Linked DNA regions of Sus scrofa: region 1 is linked to region 2. The links are chromatin contacts, called in public Hi-C maps. All regions are on one chromosome and are shown on one strand. Each heading gives the region's core, a stretch centred on a gene start, on an enhancer-like site or on the middle of the called end of the contact. The rest is flanking DNA. Distances are from core to core; before and after follow the strand shown. Region 1 holds the start of PSMF1 (proteasome inhibitor subunit 1). Region 2 holds the start of TMEM74B (transmembrane protein 74B).

Region 1 (3,164 bases), core at 290-2,789, 65 kb after region 2:
AGGGGGGGAGCCAGAGATCCATGACAATACTTGTGTTTCTTATTCCTGTTGATCAGGGTGTGATGGTCTTGGTCAACAGTTCTAAGGGAAAAGGAATGGACAGTGAGGATGGGGTACAGAACCTGGATGTATAAACTGTGTTTGACGAGGGATCCCTAAAGCTCTGTATCAGAAGAAGAAAAACTAAGTCTCTGGATGTATGCGTGAGAAACTAAAAAGGATTAGGGAGCTTGAGAACTAAAGCAGTTAGAAATGAAAGTAAGATTAAGATCTCACTGTGAGATGGAAGGAGTGAAGCACCCTGCTCCCCAGAGCTGGTCTAGGTTCTGACAGTGAAAAGGCAGTGGTGGCTTGGCTGAGTGTGTGTACGGGAGGCTATTTTCTCAGATGGAGCGAAGGGACAGTAAGGGCTTCCCGCCCAGTTCTCAGAGGAAGTGTACAAGGATGTGGAGGGGGAGAGTCAGAGGGAAGGGGCAGGGGCAGATGGGAGAATGCTACAGCAAAGAATTAGTGAGGCTGCCTGGGCCCAGCAGTCCTAGGGCTCTGTGGGGATGACAACAAGGCCCCCAGCAGGAAGAGGCAGAACCTGAGGACAAGAGAACAGGAGGGGCTGGTCCTGTAGGACATCTTTGGGGATGCAAACCTACAGGCCCTCACACACAGGGTGCACCTCTGCATGTGTGTGGCAGGCTGTTCTTGCCCCAAAGCCTGAGCTAAAGATGACAACCAGAGAGTGGGCTGCACTGGGCCCTTCAGGAAAGGGAGAGGGTGTCTGAGCTCTCAGGGCCCTTGACTGGAGCTGAATGGGTCCAAGCTCACCCCTATACCCCTGCATGGATCCAGATACCTGCTGGGCGCTAAGTACAGTAGGAGGATAGTGCTGACAACAGCCCCACCCACCCAGCTGTATGGGAAGAAGCTTCGCGGAGTTCAGATAGGTGAAGAGGGCTCAGGGGGGCTGCACACCTGCCTCGGTGCCAGATCCACACAATCCCGGCCTGGGAGACTGCCGGGCTGTACGGGAGCGAGACTCTGTCCTTGGCTTTTCAAATCATGTTGTGCCAGCTGGGCTGGGACAGTTCAGCTAGCACCTCCCTGACCTGCAGGCCATAGGGAGCAATGGTGTCATAAGCCTCAGTGCCTGGACTTGGGGAGGAGGGAAGGCCAGGCACTAAGGACCAAGCCGACGGTCCTCTGGGTTCAGGCAGGAGACACCTTACCCCCTCCACCCTGGCCCTGGGCTGGCTCGGTTGGCGTACCTGGTCGCCGGCGCCCAAGCCGTAGTAGCCGTGCGTAACCACCTCCCAGTGTAGGAAGCAGACGAGGGCGTCCTGCGCGCAGGTGATGGTCGGCGCCGCAGACGCGAACAGGACCTCCAAGCCCGCCATGCGCGCCCCCGGCCTCTGCAGGCAGAATAAGGAAGGGAGAGAGTGCGGTGAGCCGGCTCGGCCCTCAGAGTACCGAGAACACCGCTTCGCCGATCCGCTGGTCTGAGTCACGTCCCTAACCTGCGCGGCCAAAATGGAGACGCCCCAGTGCTGGGGGCGTGGCCGCCGGAAGTGCCTGCCGGGGCCGGCGGTGCTGCGAGAGTGAGCCCGACTGGAAGCAAGAGCGCGACTCTCAAATGTTCCGCCAGGCAGCGGGCGGGCGAGGCGGATATCCTGGGGGTGAGGTCCTTCAAAGACGAAATCTTCAACTGGCCGTAGTTGGCGGAGCCACTACACGCAGGCTGTGGCGTCCTTGAGGAGGGGCTACTTTGTTCAGAGCCACAGACTTCTCATCTGCAGAATGAGGTGGGTTTATGCTGGTGGCGGAAGAGATTATGAAATAGGCCTAAAATATACTGATAATAATCGTTAGCACTTATGCAGTGCTTGTTCCGGACCACGTAATTCTAAATACTTGTATTCATTTATTTAAAACTCACAATCCAACCCCATAAAGTTTTTGTTAACTCCATTTTACAGATGGGTAAACAGGAACAAAGGGGTAAATTTGACCAAGATGAGTGAGTGGCAGAGGTGATACTGCAATCTAGTCTAGCTCCTTGGATAACATTGATTAAATGTTTATTGCTGCTAGATCCTGTGTCAAAACCTCTATATCGGGAGTTCCCGTCGTGGCGCAGTGGTTAACGAATCTGACTAGGAACCATGAGGTTCGGGTTTGATCCCTGGTCTTGCTCAGTGGGTTAAGGATCCGGCGTTGCCGTGAGCTGTGGTGTAGGTTGCAGACGCGGCTCGGATCCCGCGTTGCTGTGGCTGTGGCGTAGGCCAGTGGCTACAGCTCCGATTAGACCCCTAGCCTGGGGACCTCCATATGCCGCAGGAGCAGCCCTAGAAAAGGCAAAAAGACAAAACAAACAAACAAACAAAACAAAACCCAACCAACCAAAAACAACAAAAAACAAAAAAAACAAAAAAACAAACACCTTTATATCACCTTATCAAAAACTCTATGTGTTAAGTTTCATTATTATTCCCACTTTTCATATTTATCACCAGTTCAAAGAATGGAAGCCACTTCCCCCCAAAAACACAGCTGCTAACTCCAGAGCTGGTGCTCCTGATCTACTACCAAATTTCAGTCATTCATTTTCCTGTCTCCTTCATAATTTTTTTTTTTTCTGCCACAGCTCACAGCAATGTGGGATCCTTAACCCACTGATGGAGGCCAGGGGTGGAACCTGCATCCTCTTGGATAGTAGTTGGGTTCATTTCTTCTGAGCCACAACGGGAATTCCCTCCTTCGTAATTTTTATTATGTATTAGTTCTTCAACAAGTTTCTTGAAATCCTCTTATTGCTTTTACTCAAACAAATTTTGTTTTCCCATCTCAGTCAGCTCCCTGCTGCAAACCACCATCATCTCTCACTGGGATGTTGACACCAGCCTCTCAACTGCCCTACTCTATCTCTGTCTCCCTAAAGTCTATTCTACACTCTGCAACAAGAGATTCTGTTAGAACGTATGCCAGCTCACATCCCTCCTCTGCTCAAAACCCTCCCAGAGCTCCCATCACACTGCAGAGAAAAGTAAGTCCTTCCCATGGTCTGTAGGAACCATCTTATGGTCTGTGCTCCCCACCCCTGCCTCTCTCTAACATTATCTCCTCCAACTCTCCTCCCATCCCCTGCACTCGTCTGCAGTGATCTTGACTCCCCT
Region 2 (3,443 bases), core at 185-2,684:
CTGGCCTTTGGAACAGGACAGGCTATGCCCTCTCATGAAGCAGCTAAAGAGCCAGGACAGGGCATCTTCATCGGCCTGTCCTTCCCAGATGGCTGACCTCCGCTGACCCTCCCAAAGGCCCTGGAACCTGCGTTTTCATGGTCCCATCTTCCCAGGCGAACACTGAGGCCCATAGAGTGAGAAAACTTACCTGATGCCACAAGGGTAAGCCACCCACAAAGACTTCTGAAAACCCCGGGATCTTCAGACCACACTCCTCTGTGGGCTCCACCTGGGCCCCCAAGGAAGGAGTGTCTCCTTAACGTTTGCCTCTTAGGCACCTCACTTGACTCACCTTAATCTAAGCCCCATTAAGGGACGAAAGAGTGAAATCTGTCCACCCGGTCACCCACACCCACCGCTGGGCTCTGGGGGGATCAGACAGGGGCCCTGTCCTCTAGGAGTTGCCAGTTCGATGAAGGAGGCAGGTACTTACCCCAAATCGCAACTCTCAGATAAGGACAAATGCACAGGCAAAGAGAATGCAGCTGGAGGGGCTCCTGGGCGAGGAAGTGTAGGGGGCAGCCAGTTGGTTTGCCAGGGGAGGGGACGTTGCAGCTGGGCTTTGGAGGGTGAGGGTGTGTGGCCGTTGGCAGTGCTCCAAGATCACACCCGACTTGCGCTGGGCACCGCACCATCACACAGAGAAAGAGCAAGAAAAAGGCGGTGTGGGCTTGTGGGGGACGGCGGGGGCGGCGGAATGTGTCAGAGGCTTCCTTTTGGCCTTCAGGTGGCGCCCTTGAGCCACGGAGCCGCACGCTCCGGAGAAGACTATCCCGACCACGGAGGGGACCCTGGGTCCAACCCGCGGGCGGTGTGCTTGCGAGGAGGGTGAGGGGAGGTGAGGGGAGGAGGAAGCTTGGGGGCTCCGCGCTCTAGGGTTTCCCCAGCGGAGGGGTAGGGCTGGCGGCCGGGGGAGGGGTCTCCTTCAGCACCCACCCTGCGCCCCGCCCCTGCGCCCAGGCGCCGCGGGCTCTAGGCATCAGTTCCCTAAATCCTGGTGTCGGTAAAACCGATCTGCCCGGAGAGGAGGGGGAGGAAGATGGAGCCGTGTCCTCCCCCCCTCACTCCAGTCGGTTACCCGCCTCCCAGTGCCTCCCCGCGCTAACTCTACGGGCGCCCTCGCCGGCTGCGGGCGGAGCTGGAGCCGCTGCGCTCGGCGATCCCCGGCTCCCGCCCCTTCGCAGTCCCTCCCTCCTCGGAGCCCCCAGCGGCCGAGGCCGCCGCGGTACAGCCACGCGCGGCGCGAGCAGGTACGTGCGCCTCGGCAGCGGCTCTGGGCCGGGCCCGGCCGGGAAGGGGGCGGGAGCCGAGGAGGACGAGGTGGCGGCGGCGGCGGCGGCGGCTGGGCCCGCTCCCTCCCGGACTGCGCCGCAGCACAGACACCGGCGGGCGGGCGCCGGCTGCGGGAAGGCGGGTGGGCGCCCGGAGAGGACGCGCCCTCGCCGTCGCCCGGCGGCTGCCCAGCGTCCTCGCCTCCCGCGTGGGGAGGCGGGGAGGGAGGCCCAGCACAGGTACGCACGCCAGAAGGGGACTGCGGGGGGCGGCGGGAGGCCGAGGGCCGGAGTCGGGGAGGGGCGGCCAAGGAGAGCTAGCCTGACCTCGCGGCCCGGCCGAAGGACACGCGGCTGGGGAACCCGGGCGCACGCCGGTCCTCGCGGAGCCCGGCCTCCCTGGGCCGCCTGACCGGCTTGCTACCGGCGCCGCCTGGCCCGGTTCGGCCCGGCCCGGCCCGGCGATGTTTGTGGTCAAGGGCAGGAGCAGGGGGCGTGAGCTGCTGGCTGGCGGGCGCGCGGGTGTGGCGGGCAGCCTGGATGCTGGGGCTTTCTGCGCAGAACTTTGGGTATAACAGCGTGGACGTATATGCGCGCCCGAGGCTTTGTGTACAACTCGTGCGTGAGTCTATCGATTGGGTTTTGTGAAGCTTCACCCACGCCCGCTGTGCGTCTGTCTTCCCGCTTGTTAGTGCGCACCAGTGGGTGGGGTGCTGGGCCAGAGTGGATCTTGGTGGGTATGGCTTAGATCTTGGCAGTCCTGTGGGTAGTTTACTCTGTGTGTGTGTGTGTGTGTGCGCGCGCGTGTGTGTGCCTTGTCCCTTCCTGGGGTCCGGGTGCTAGTGTGGTCTGTGGATCTGTGGGTCACTGCGTAGCTTCCCAAGTCTGTGCATGCTGAATGTGGAAAAAGCCTCTTGGGGGTATGAGTGTGGAACCCGGGTGTGCCTTTCAGGTCCTGTTGGACTGCAGATGACATTGGAGTCTAACTGATACAGTTGTGCGGAGTGAGCCTGGACACTAGAGTCATTGTCAGCTTGTCTGTTTCTGCTTAAGTTTGGGGTAATTGACAGGATAATGGACCCTTGTGTAAGTGGTGGGTGTTTCTGAACCTGTGTGTGACACATTGCAACTCTGGGTGAGAGGGAACCTTCCTTTTCTCTACCCTCACCCTATCCCCACTGGTATCCTAAGGAAAAAGTTTTGGGTTCCTGCCGGGTTAGAGAGAGCCCTACTCCCAGAATTTGGGTGCTCTGGGTTTCTTCTGGGATATGGAAGCATCAGTGTGCTGGTCTGAGAAGGGAGTTCCTAAGCCACTCTGGGGGCTGAGTTCGGTGGAGGATGCTAAAGACCTGGGTGGGGGACCACATCTGGACACCAACTGAGCCAGAGACGTGACTGCCAGTCCCTGTTAGTGGCTGGGCACTCAGGAACATGCTTTTGTTGCCAAGAGTTTGAAAAGCCAATGAACATACCTCTCCTCTTGGTTTACTGGAAAGTGGGAGCAGCATGGGCAGAGCCTGGCCCATCCTGCAAGTGAGAAGGATGTCTGCCTGGGCCTTCGAATCATTCCCGAGGGCTGGCTGTACCAAGCCCTGAGCAGGGGGCTGAGGACCCAGACATAAACGTGCCCTCAAGCTGCTCATGGTTGCTGTAAACAGTGGCAGACAGTAGAGAATCTACAGGTGAGGCCTGGAAGAGCCAGGGAGGCAGGGCGGAGTGATGCCACTGGTGCAAGAGTGTGTGGGTTTGCAGGCTCTTAGGTGATAATTCTTGGGGAACCTGCATTCAGCTCCTGGCCCCTACATCCATGCCATGGGATCTTGGGCACGTTTTGTAAAATGGAGATAGTAATTCCTGTTTGTGGGGCTCGTGAGGATTAGACAGGATACTCCTGAGTGAAGTGCTCAATGGGGACTGTAGGTGCTCAGTAAACATTTATTAAATTGGACCTCAGGAAAGAGGGACGTGGTGATAGAGATGGGTTGTAAGTGGAAACAGGCTTTGTACTCAGATGAAAGGCTCTGTGTGTGCTAAGAGGAGGTGTCTGATGCAAGTCCATGTTGGAAGGAAGATCAGAAAGATCGAAAAACGTGCCTACTTGCACTAAGGCTCTTTGAATTTCATTCATTC

What was found. A called contact is a pair of places that touch in the nucleus more often than the background predicts.
Region 1: a contact with region 2 is called in a Hi-C map of liver, with 4 times the contacts expected there. The contact joins the promoter of PSMF1 here to the promoter of TMEM74B in region 2. A contact is called at or near these places in 1 of 5 promoter capture datasets (liver) and 4 of 47 Hi-C or Micro-C datasets (fetal heart ventricle, heart right ventricle, liver and 1 more).

What each region holds. Positions count from the first base shown.
Region 1 is chr17:34,163,184-34,166,347 of Sscrofa11.1, forward strand. PSMF1 (proteasome inhibitor subunit 1) reads right to left here and starts at 1,540. Exons shown (of 7, transcript NM_001243340.1): 1 at 1,260-1,540. The coding sequence starts at 1,388. LOC102164496 (a long non-coding RNA gene) reads left to right here and starts at 1,618. Exons shown (of 3, transcript XR_001302079.2): 1 at 1,618-1,793.
Region 2 is chr17:34,098,077-34,101,519 of Sscrofa11.1, forward strand. It overlaps TMEM74B (transmembrane protein 74B), which reads left to right and starts at 1,435. Exons shown (of 3, transcript XM_013985206.2): 1 at 1,435-1,553.